2 separate regions of the Anas platyrhynchos genome follow, and region 1 is linked to region 2. A link is a contact called in public Hi-C data. All regions are on one chromosome and are shown on one strand. Each heading gives the region's core, a stretch centred on a gene start, on an enhancer-like site or on the middle of the called end of the contact. The rest is flanking DNA. Distances are from core to core; before and after follow the strand shown. Region 1 overlaps NUFIP1 (nuclear FMR1 interacting protein 1). Region 2 overlaps LACC1 (laccase domain containing 1).

Region 1 (5,000 bases), core at 446-2,945, 400 kb after region 2:
TTGCTGCAAGCTTGGCAGCTGAGAGAAGTCACTGCACAGGGGAGAAAATGCTCAGGTTCAATTCCCTGCTCAGTGGATGCCCTCTGTAACTTCAGGTAGACCATCTGGGGCAAGAAATGGATGTTAATTAACTGCAGAACAAGGAGCAGCAGCTCTGCCATACGCTGATGTACACACTCAGAGAAGCATGAAATCCGAGCACTACGGAGTGCAGGTCTTACTGCAAAACCCAGAAGCCTTCTGAGGAAAAAACCCTTAAGGGCATGGAAATTAGTTCACTGCAAGTGTGTAACACCACTTTTTGGCTCTATTCAAACATGATTTGAAGCAAGACAGGCTGCTTTCCCTCCTCCCCAACAGCACACCCCTAAAAGGCTTGGGAAGCTTGATGATACACACCCTAACCAAAGAAATTTACATCCACCCTTCAACCTAGGTCACAGTGCTGAGAAAAGGCAAACAATGCAGGGGAAGAAACCCACTGAATCTTCCAGGAAACACTATTTGAGATGTTCTGAAGTATGCTGTAAGGCTAGAAAGAGGCCAGGAACTAGATTGTGGCACAGCCCAAGTGGACAAGGTCCTTGCAGTGCACCAGCTGACTGCACAAGTGCCCCACTCTGTCTGGGTACTTCTCCAAGATGAGGAGTTATTGCTGTACTTGGGAACAAGCAATGGCTCACACCGTAACGTAACCCATTTAGTGCTCAAACCGGGAGGAAGGAAGAATGGGGAAACAGACTGGGAGGAGGATGACATATGCTTTCACTCCTCCCTGCTTCTTTATGCAGGACTTGTACCAGTACCAGCATGCCACCGAAAGCACGCTGGAGAGATCAACACAGACTGCAAAAACATCCCTCTGCATAACCTTTACCAAGCTTATCTCTTCACTTTTATCTGATGATTTTTAAGCTTATACAAGACAGCTCTGAATTACAGCACTGCCAGACAGACCCCAAAAAATCAAGGCAGTTCCATACGCAGATGTTTTGGAGATGCAGCCAATGCCACTGAACTGGCATTATTTTAACAGCTTGGCTGATGTGCACAAGCTGCATTTTATCCTGCAACACCTATGCTTTATTGACAAGTTTTGAGTACTCAGTGCTTGCAATTTACTCTAGCACTGTGAAGGAAAAGAGGCAAGGAACAGCCAAGTATGAGCATATACACACCTTCAGGCTCACTCTCAGAGGCACTGCCGTAGTTGGCTGACAATGAACTCAGGGCTGAAGTGACCTGCTTGGGAACAACTGTCATCCCCAGCTTCCCATCTTCAGCTGCTTCTTCATCCTTGTCAGACTCTGCGGGGGAAGAGAAGCCAAGAGGGATTTTTCTGAGTTCTCCTGTATGAACAGCCACCTTAACTGATCATGACAGACTGATAGGCACCACTGCTCAACACCGTGGATTGATAAAGAACATACCTGCCTACTCTCTACAGATATTCTGTGGAAAAGTTTCCTCACCACTGATTTACAGTTAGCAAAGCTATAGAAGGTGAAGTTCAAATTCCCTGAACAACAGCTTGGGTTTTCTTCACATATTAAACATAATTACAGGTTTTATTATAAAGCTCAGGGGGAAAAAAAAGAGGATTTCATAATATGTTTTGAAGTCTCACTGGATTTAGTCCTGTGGAGGCAGGGGTGGGGATTCAGAAAGCCAATAATTTCACAACAACAGTTAGCCTCATGCAAAGCACGAGCAACAAAAATTCTTGGACAGTAAAAGACTTCATAAGGGACATTTTAGGGCCTACGCCACAAATGAAACAAATATGTTTTCAGCAGGACTTCAGGCTGATACTTAAATCCCCACAGAGCATTATGGATATGCATGAGTAAGTGAGGTACTGCAGCCTTACTGTAATATTACTGCTCCAAAAAAAGAATACCAGGAAGGCAAAAAAGAGGCAAGAAGCACAAAAGTGATGAAATGGCTACTAGGAAAAGCCTGGTTGCAGTCTTATTTTCACAAGGAAGTTGTGCCCTCTCCTGCCCCCCATCTGTTTAAACTTGAATATCACACCCCACAGGAAAGCTGCCCAACACTTTGTAAGCAGATATGCTGTAATAAACACTTTTGAGATCTTTATTTTTAAATCACAAGTGTTTGGCTATTTTCTTCTAATATATCAACAATTGTCAACTTGATTTATTGGAGCTCATGTTGTATGCTAGAACAACTTCATATAAATACACAGGTGTTTATCTAAAGCTACTTATCTGCCTCTTTTTACTCCATACATTTTCTGAGAGGTTGATTCTCTTTAGTTTAGTAGTCACGTCAACTCCCAAACACACTGGAAGTTCAGGGAAATGCAGTGTGTTTTCCTACCAGAACATACTGCATTCACATAAATTTAAGCAATTGTAAAGCTCTGACATTTACTCCAAATTATGTTGATTCATAGCTGCTCTTTACTCCTATCACATTCAAACTGAAGTGCACACTGGGGTCAGATGCCTTTTTTTTTTTTACACTAAGCTTAAAAACCATCTAGCCACATGAAATGAAAAATGAATTAATGAATAAGTTAATGAATATGCAAAAATCAGTTTGTACAAACTGTTAAAAGTGACAAACTTCTTTGCTTCTTGGCTAATTAGGAAGACACTTACTGCAGTACATTCTCTATTTGACAGTACCACCCTTGTAGGATGCGTTATGAACTACTGAATAGAATTGACTGTTCCAGGTCAGTTTTAGACCTGACAGGCTGATATTCTTACCTTATTTCTGTTTAAGAATCAGGAGAAAAGTGTCCTTTTCTTCAACTCATTCAATTACCTTAGCTTTGAAGGAACCAGCTAAGGAATAGAACTTGAGTGAATGCATTATGCAAAAAGGCATTGCCTCTAGAGAAAGGGCTGCTGCTGTTTGAAAGCTCTAAATACTCCAACAAAATGTTTCTATACAGCAAAATCACGGCCTTCAGTGGTATGATTTTAAAAGAAAACGTTTGTTCTACTTAACTGTATAAAAATTCAACTGTTTTTAATAATGTGTGATAACACATTCCTTTTCTACCTATTATACCAGAAGTTACTAGCTGTACTTTGCTATAATTCAAATTTCTATCATTAAGCAAAACACAGATGCTGGGGAGAAAAGCAGTTCTATTTGATCACCCCTTGTCTCCCAACTAACCGAGATTAGTGGAATACACAAATCGCACAGGGATGCTGAGCTCTTGTTCCCACTAATTGGAGATTATGTTTTCCAGAGGAGAAACTCAGCATCCGAAGTCTTTCCAGGGGATGCATGCTAGCCCTATTGCTAAAAATAGAGTATAAGCCAGCTTACTTGCCATATTCTAAGAGCACTACATCATCGCTGACTATATTATAAATAGTTGAATCAGTGGAGTTTATACTGCTGCCAGCACAGGGAAAACAAAACATGCTCATGAAAAAAAGTAAGCAGCAATACTTCAGAAAATATACACATATGGAACATATCAAGAACAAGCTAGATAACTTAGCAAAAACTGAAATTAAAGGGGAAAATGCTTGCATTTTAATGTCATTTTAAATGATTTAACTCATAGAAGGCAAGACATTGTTTTCATGCTCTCAGTGTTAAAGGACAGAAAGGGATATTAAACAGTCTTTAAAAGTGATTCTGTTGTCACACTGCTTGATGGTTCCAAAACGCCCTGGCTAGCAGGCCAAACTTCCAGTACCTTAATTCAGATGCTATTGTTTCTCCCCTACCATTGTGCCTAGCTCATGAGACTCCTCTTCACCCCCAAAACATAGGCAGCTAGTCTCCCAGTCAGTCTCCACCTTCCTGAACACCACGGCAAAAAGAAACTTGTATCTTCCTAAGAAATCTAGCTCAGACCAAGGACAAGCACCAAACCAACAAGTGCACAGACATTTCTATACATTGTCTTCAACACTGTTCCATTTACTGATGCCAATCCCTATGGTCTCCTTCCCAAAATTACTGATATCAATTCCCTAAGGCTCAAATTATTTTCCCTTTGCTGCCCTTCCCTAAGTGTTTTGAATAAAAAAAATGATTCCTTATCTCTGGAGGTTATGGATAGAGTAAGATTATGGTCAAGTATTTGTTTTAACAAAAATAGAACTGAGGTGCTCCCTTAAGAGCCCAGAAACCCTCTTCAATTTGATAGCTAAATATTGATTTAAAGCTAGTAATGTATTTGGAAATGTGAAGCCAAGATAAATACCCAGCGTGGATATTTTTCATATTCAAGACACTCCTACTTCCCGTCTCCCCTCTTCAAATTAAGATGTTTCTGATAAAAGAAATCTGATGCTTCAAGCAAAAACACTTCAGAATAACTTGCTAGATTTTCCCTGTGTTTATATGATTAATTTGGCTTGCAAGCAATCTTATGAAGAAGTTCTTAATGCTGTCAGCATCTTAAACATTGTGTCAGCTTTTCTAAATCAGAACTTTTCACCTTCTTCATTGACTTTGGATTTTAGGTTCTTCACCAACTAGGCCTGTAACAGCAAAGTAGGGCAGAAGCTGCCTGAACTGCAAGATTTACCCCGTTTCCTTTAGATAAAGCACAGACCCACTCCACAACATTCACTGAGTTCTCTTAGAAGACCACGTCCTGAATCAGGATACATCTGTACAGAAGTCTCCAGATAAAAGGAAGTTCTAAACCCAGCTTTCAGACACTGGGATGTTGGCCTACATTCAAAGTTATAAATTTTTGACCCTGCTGACCCTAGAATTATTTTAGCCGCAAAACTGGACTTTTTTGTTAATAACGAGAAGTATGACAACAGGCTCTGTAGTATTATTGTCCAAGCTTACTGGAAAGCCTTTCCTTAGTCTTCTACTAAAAGAATTTGTAATAAACATGCCCAATTAGCCCTCTTTCCATCAAGGACTAAGTTTGCATGGTGTGTTTTTTTTTTATTATTTTTTAAATCCCCAGTTCTCCCCAGAAGCTGCTAGCTGCACAAGAGGTTAGTAATAACTTAAGCAGTGCTACATAAAGTTTTTCA
Region 2 (4,911 bases), core at 249-2,748:
ACTTGAAAGTGAGAAGCAAGCAAGGTCCTTTGGGGCAGACATTGTAAACATTTGAATGTTAACTTAAGCATTTTTTGATTGTAAAAAAAATAAAACTAAGACTGAATATAATTTGGTTTGTAGGGTCATGTTTCCCTAGGATTTTTTCTTTGTCATTTGTGCTGTACTAATGTCCATTGAGACAGTTTCCACAGTGCTCAGTTATTTAATAAGTACCTGAAAAGGAGAGTGAATTTATCCTCAGTTAATGTTACTGACCAATTGCTGACATGTTTGTATCGCTAGTAAATTCAAAGTGTGCACTGCTTTCTTATTGCCACAGATATTTGCCTCTAGATGTTGTGCTAGATGTTGCAAGGCCAGGCTGGATGGGTCTCTGACTGCCCTCATGCAGCAGAAGGTGTCCCTGCCCATGGCAGGGGAGTTGGGACTAGATGGTCTTGAACCATGGTCTTTAACCCTTCCAACCCAAATAATTCTGTGATTCTCTGGTTCTGTCATTCTGTATGATAGTTGCTGACACTCAGTCAGACCTTCCTGATAGTTAAGTCCTTTGTTTCCAAGTCTAATAGCGTGCTGGCTGTAGCTTGCACAGTTCCCAAGCACGAGTCCTGGAAGAACTGACTGCAGACGTTATTTTCTATTTTGATTTAAACGGGTTTTACCGATTCTAGGCTGTTTTTGTCCACTAGAGGTCAGTGCTGGCTCACGGTGCTCACCCACCTCTGGCTGCGCTGTGTGTCTGGGTTTTCAAACAACGCTGCAAAGCACTGCACAGCACAGCCCTTCTGCCAAGTTAGTCTGCTACCTGTGCTTGAAAAGTAATCGATGTTTCATTCTGTTGGGTTGTGATTCAGAGGCGACCAAACTAAAACTTTCCAAGTCCTCCAGGAGAACAGACTTTTTAAAACCTTCCTTTTACCTGTGAATGGTATTTGTCAGAGGAGACCCTGGTTCGACTGTTACCCCAGACTGTAACCACCTACCAAAACTATTTCTTCCAACTTTCCTACTTCTTCTTTAGAAATGTCATTCCTCTTCTGCTGTAGCCCCACAGTCCTTCAGAAAAACAATTCTTACACTTTCAGTTACCTTTTTAAAACCTCACCATTGCTTTCATCATTCTTGGGGTCAGCAGTGCGGTGATGTGGTGATTAAACCCATGGCCGGGCTCAGACTGAAGGTTCAAGGTCCAACAGGGGAAACGCACTGCAACTTTCTGCTGCCAAGCACGTTCCTTCACGGTAGCTTAGGGTGTGTATGTGTAATGTGTCTATATGCATGTGGATTAACAACTCGTTCCAAATATAGGATAATGTAATTATATGGGCACTGAAAGGCTTGCCTTGCTGGCTCAGAGAATAACAACCGACTTTCCCCTCTCAGTTCTGTCCCTTTGCCTGGTTTCTTCATGTGATCCGCCTTATGGACACAGACTGACGTAGCTGTGGAGTGACTAAGGCATCTTCCCTTCTGCTGCTGCTGGCGTGGGGGCAGTAGCACCACGCAGCCTTCAGTCCCTGCACCAAAAGCTCTGACACAGCTTGTGAGTGCCCTTCGCTTAACCCTCTTCCCTGGTGGATTAAGAGCGTGCCATCAAAAGCAGCTGAGTCGCTCGGCTTTGCGAGGTACTGCTTGACAGCTGAGGCATCACAGGTGCCCACGTGCCTGCTGACAGCCCAGCTCACCTCCGAGGTGGTTTTAAAATAATGCATTTTGCGTTGCAGCGAGTGAAAAGACCTTGCAGCCATGCTGTTTACCACAGTCCAAATGCTCAAACGGTGTAATAGTACGTCACAGTAACCTGATACTGATAGTGAGACCTGGCTTGTTCCTACCTGCTCAGGAACGACAGCAGACTTTTTCTGTTTAGAAAAATACTATTTACAGGTCATGGTAGGACTAGGCAAGCTGGAGAGCGTGTGGGAATGAGCAGAAACACCACAGGCACTACCTTTTGGAAGACAAATTGCTACCTCAATCATTGTTCATTAGTTCTTTTACACTGAATTACCTAGACTGTAAACCTGTCAAGACAAGAAGCAGGCTTTTGTATATGGGCTACTGAGGTGGAGAACTCCACGACCAACAAGAAAATAATAATATTGAGTTCCCATCTGGTTAGGCTCTGTATCATACAGGGAGTTTCACAAGTCACTGCCAGAAAAACATTTTAGTTCTGGTATAAAAAAAAAAAAAAGCTTAGAGGAAGGTCATGATAAAAAGGAGAAAAGGCTGTTTTGCATCTGTTTTGTGGAGATTTTATTTACTCGTTTGTTATTACTGCTGCTCACTAAAGGACCTGAGCAGATCAGCCCTGATTCACCACCTCTGGGGAAGCTCTTAAAATGCTTCATAAATTGTTCAGCTCTGCCTACCTAATGACCAGATCCCATTCATTAACCTCACCCGAGAATTTATGAGCTGCCTCTGTCCCATTATTAAGTTATTTAATAACATTATTAATTATGATTGTGGTTTGCCCTGAGGAGAGCACAAGTACGCGATCACACTGAATATTGGTTTTGATAGATATTATTGTGCAATTAACATTTGTTGCCATTGTCGATTCGGAATATGGGTCTCTTCAGTTGCATTTATATATCAAAATGAGGTGTATAAACTATGTTTGAGACAGGCTTTTAACTCTGTTCCATTACAACAGTTGCAGCAACACCGCAGCTCTGGTTCCAGTGCCTGGGGAAGCAGCGTGCAACTTCAGAGGCTCAGATCTGTGCCTGAGATAATTAGCAAAATGCTTCCCCAAATGGCAGAATTTACTGCCACAGGTGTGGCAAAGGCAAAAAATATCAAGGGAGTTAGATTAAAAATGGCTGTAATAAATTTATAGGGGTTAGGTCCATCGGTGACAGCTTGTCTCTTCCTACTGATGCTCCATGGAGATGGGCTAGGGGGAAGGACAGCTGCTTGCTCTGGGTTCTGCGTTTGATGGCTTTGCTTGTGAGCAGCAGCCAACTCCAAAGCCACGGGACTGGGCTTCCAGCAGAATATCTGGGCACATCTCAACTCAGAAAAAAATGTATCAAAAAAAGAAGAATATATGCAAATTGCAAGCATTTAATTAAAGGAAGGTTTATCCTTTCCCCAGCAATGACATAGTTTGCAAAGTCATCTTTTTTACCTTCCTCCTTGTTTTCCTCATGCTTACTTCTTGTCTATTGCTTTACACCCAGCACCACTCACAATTGCCCTGTGAGATCTCTGGGTCTAGCCACAGCGTGCTGGAGGAAGCAGAATCCATGTTGTGCAGAGCAGTACAATTGTTGCTTTCTTTCAGATGCATGTGCCTTTTTTTTTTTTCTTTTAACAGCAGTGTAAAACTTTTTTCCTCTGCACAGCATCTTTCTAACTCATTCCCATTTTCCATCTTTCCGCAAGATCTCCCAATTTCCAGCCTATGTGGTGAAGAAGTCAGTATTCCTAGATTCTCTCTTTGCTGTCCTCGTTTCCACTGCATGCTCAATTTGCTGCCGGGCGATGCAAAGAGGGAGATGAGCTGCACTCGTTTGTCCCGAGGCTCAGCGTGTGTGTGTGCGTGTGTGCAAGCTGATGTCATGCGTGCCAGGCTTTTGTTCTCGGAGTACCAAAGTCCTCTCTGAACTCCAACCTCCTGTGCGATAATTTAACAGGACAGTGCGGTGACGGGAGCAGTAAATCCTATATGTGACGGAGGAAATAATGTATTGACCCGCTGAGGGATTTACATAGCTCCGCGGACGGACTGCAAGCTCAGCCTGTGAGCCTGACTTGTTCTACTCTCCATTTCCAGCAGATACTAGCCAGTGTTTCCAGATGAATGGTTGTTAGAAATGTACGTGGATTTGAGAACTGTCTTAGTTGGGTATGCACTTGTGCCCAGGATGCTAGTAATCACCACTTAGTATCTCACCTTTTCATAAAACCAAGGGATTTTGCTGATCTGCTTGCTTTAAATACCCAGTCCTTGCGGCCATTCTGCTAAAAAGCATTATTATGTGTTTCCCAAAGGCACATGGAGAAAGAGGAAGTTAGATTATTTTTTTTGTCATCCCTCTGATCTTTCATTAGTAAGTGTTTAATTTACGGTAGCATCTCATGTTGCAAATACTTCCCTGCGTCTCTTTGTCTGCGAGCTCTCGGGGGTCAAAGGAGGCCCGTGGAAGAATTTCAGCAGCGCCGTCCCTGGAGGACAGCGGGGCCGAGGTCCCTCTGCTCCCCTTCTGCAAATGCGACATCATGTCTCCAGGGCAACCTGGATTCTGACAGTCATGGGAGCAAGGACATGGCATGGATTTCCATTTGATTCCTGCAACAGCAAAGAGATCTGAGACAAAATCAATGTGCCACTAAACTATGAGAGTTCATTTTCCCAATTAATTTTATCTAAGGGATCATCTCCTCTGTTCTTGCGTAAATGTGTTTCACTACTTCTAACTGTATTTGTTTTTCTGGTGTCACCTTTTCACCTAAACATCTGAGATTGGCTGTAACAGAAAAATTTGTGGGGTGCCTACCATAGAACTGAACAAACATTTTATAAAGGCCGCTAAGAGCAATGTTTGCATTTCAACATGTGTAACTTCACTTTTTCTCATGTGATGGAATGTTTTGGACAGTGATTCATAGTTTTGGTCAGATGTTTCAGTTTAAAGTGATTTTATCAATGGCAGCTAAGGAAAGCCATACCTATCTGATGTAAGTATCTTTGCCTTTCTCTTTGAAGCACTGAGCTCTGTCCTAAAGGAATATCCAAGTGCATGTCACTGCTAAAGCAAAACGTATCTGTACTATTTTGGTTTTCTTTGTTTGAAAGCTGTGAGCTTGATTTTCCTGCACAAGAATGAATCACAGAAAAATCAGTTATAAAAATAAAATTGTGACAGGTGGCTCAGACCTCTTTAGTATGTCTTA

Evidence for each region. Hi-C and Micro-C count contacts between places; a contact is called where the count stands out from the background.
Region 1: a contact with region 2 is called in a Hi-C map of subcutaneous adipose tissue, with 2.7 times the contacts expected there. The contact joins two enhancer-like sites. A contact is called at or near these places in 3 of 8 Hi-C or Micro-C datasets (F1 follicle, skeletal muscle and subcutaneous adipose tissue).

Annotation. Positions count from the first base shown.
Region 1 is chr1:177,042,891-177,047,890 of IASCAAS_PekinDuck_T2T, forward strand. It overlaps NUFIP1 (nuclear FMR1 interacting protein 1), which reads right to left. Exons shown (of 10, transcript XM_027472035.3): 8 at 1,179-1,307. Among named protein-coding and RNA genes, the nearest start is that of NUFIP1, 15 kb to the right of the region's middle. Within about 2 kb of position 1,696, at least 1 of the 8 cell types and tissues checked has an H3K27ac peak or open chromatin away from gene starts, as enhancers often do. A contact at or near this core is called in subcutaneous adipose tissue, where this site is marked.
Region 2 is chr1:176,648,038-176,652,948 of IASCAAS_PekinDuck_T2T, forward strand. It overlaps LACC1 (laccase domain containing 1), which reads left to right. Exons shown (of 7, transcript XM_021275567.3): 7 at 1-111. Among named protein-coding and RNA genes, the nearest start is that of CCDC122, 13 kb to the left of the region's middle. Within about 2 kb of position 1,499, at least 6 of the 8 cell types and tissues checked have an H3K27ac peak or open chromatin away from gene starts, as enhancers often do. A contact at or near this core is called in subcutaneous adipose tissue, where this site is marked.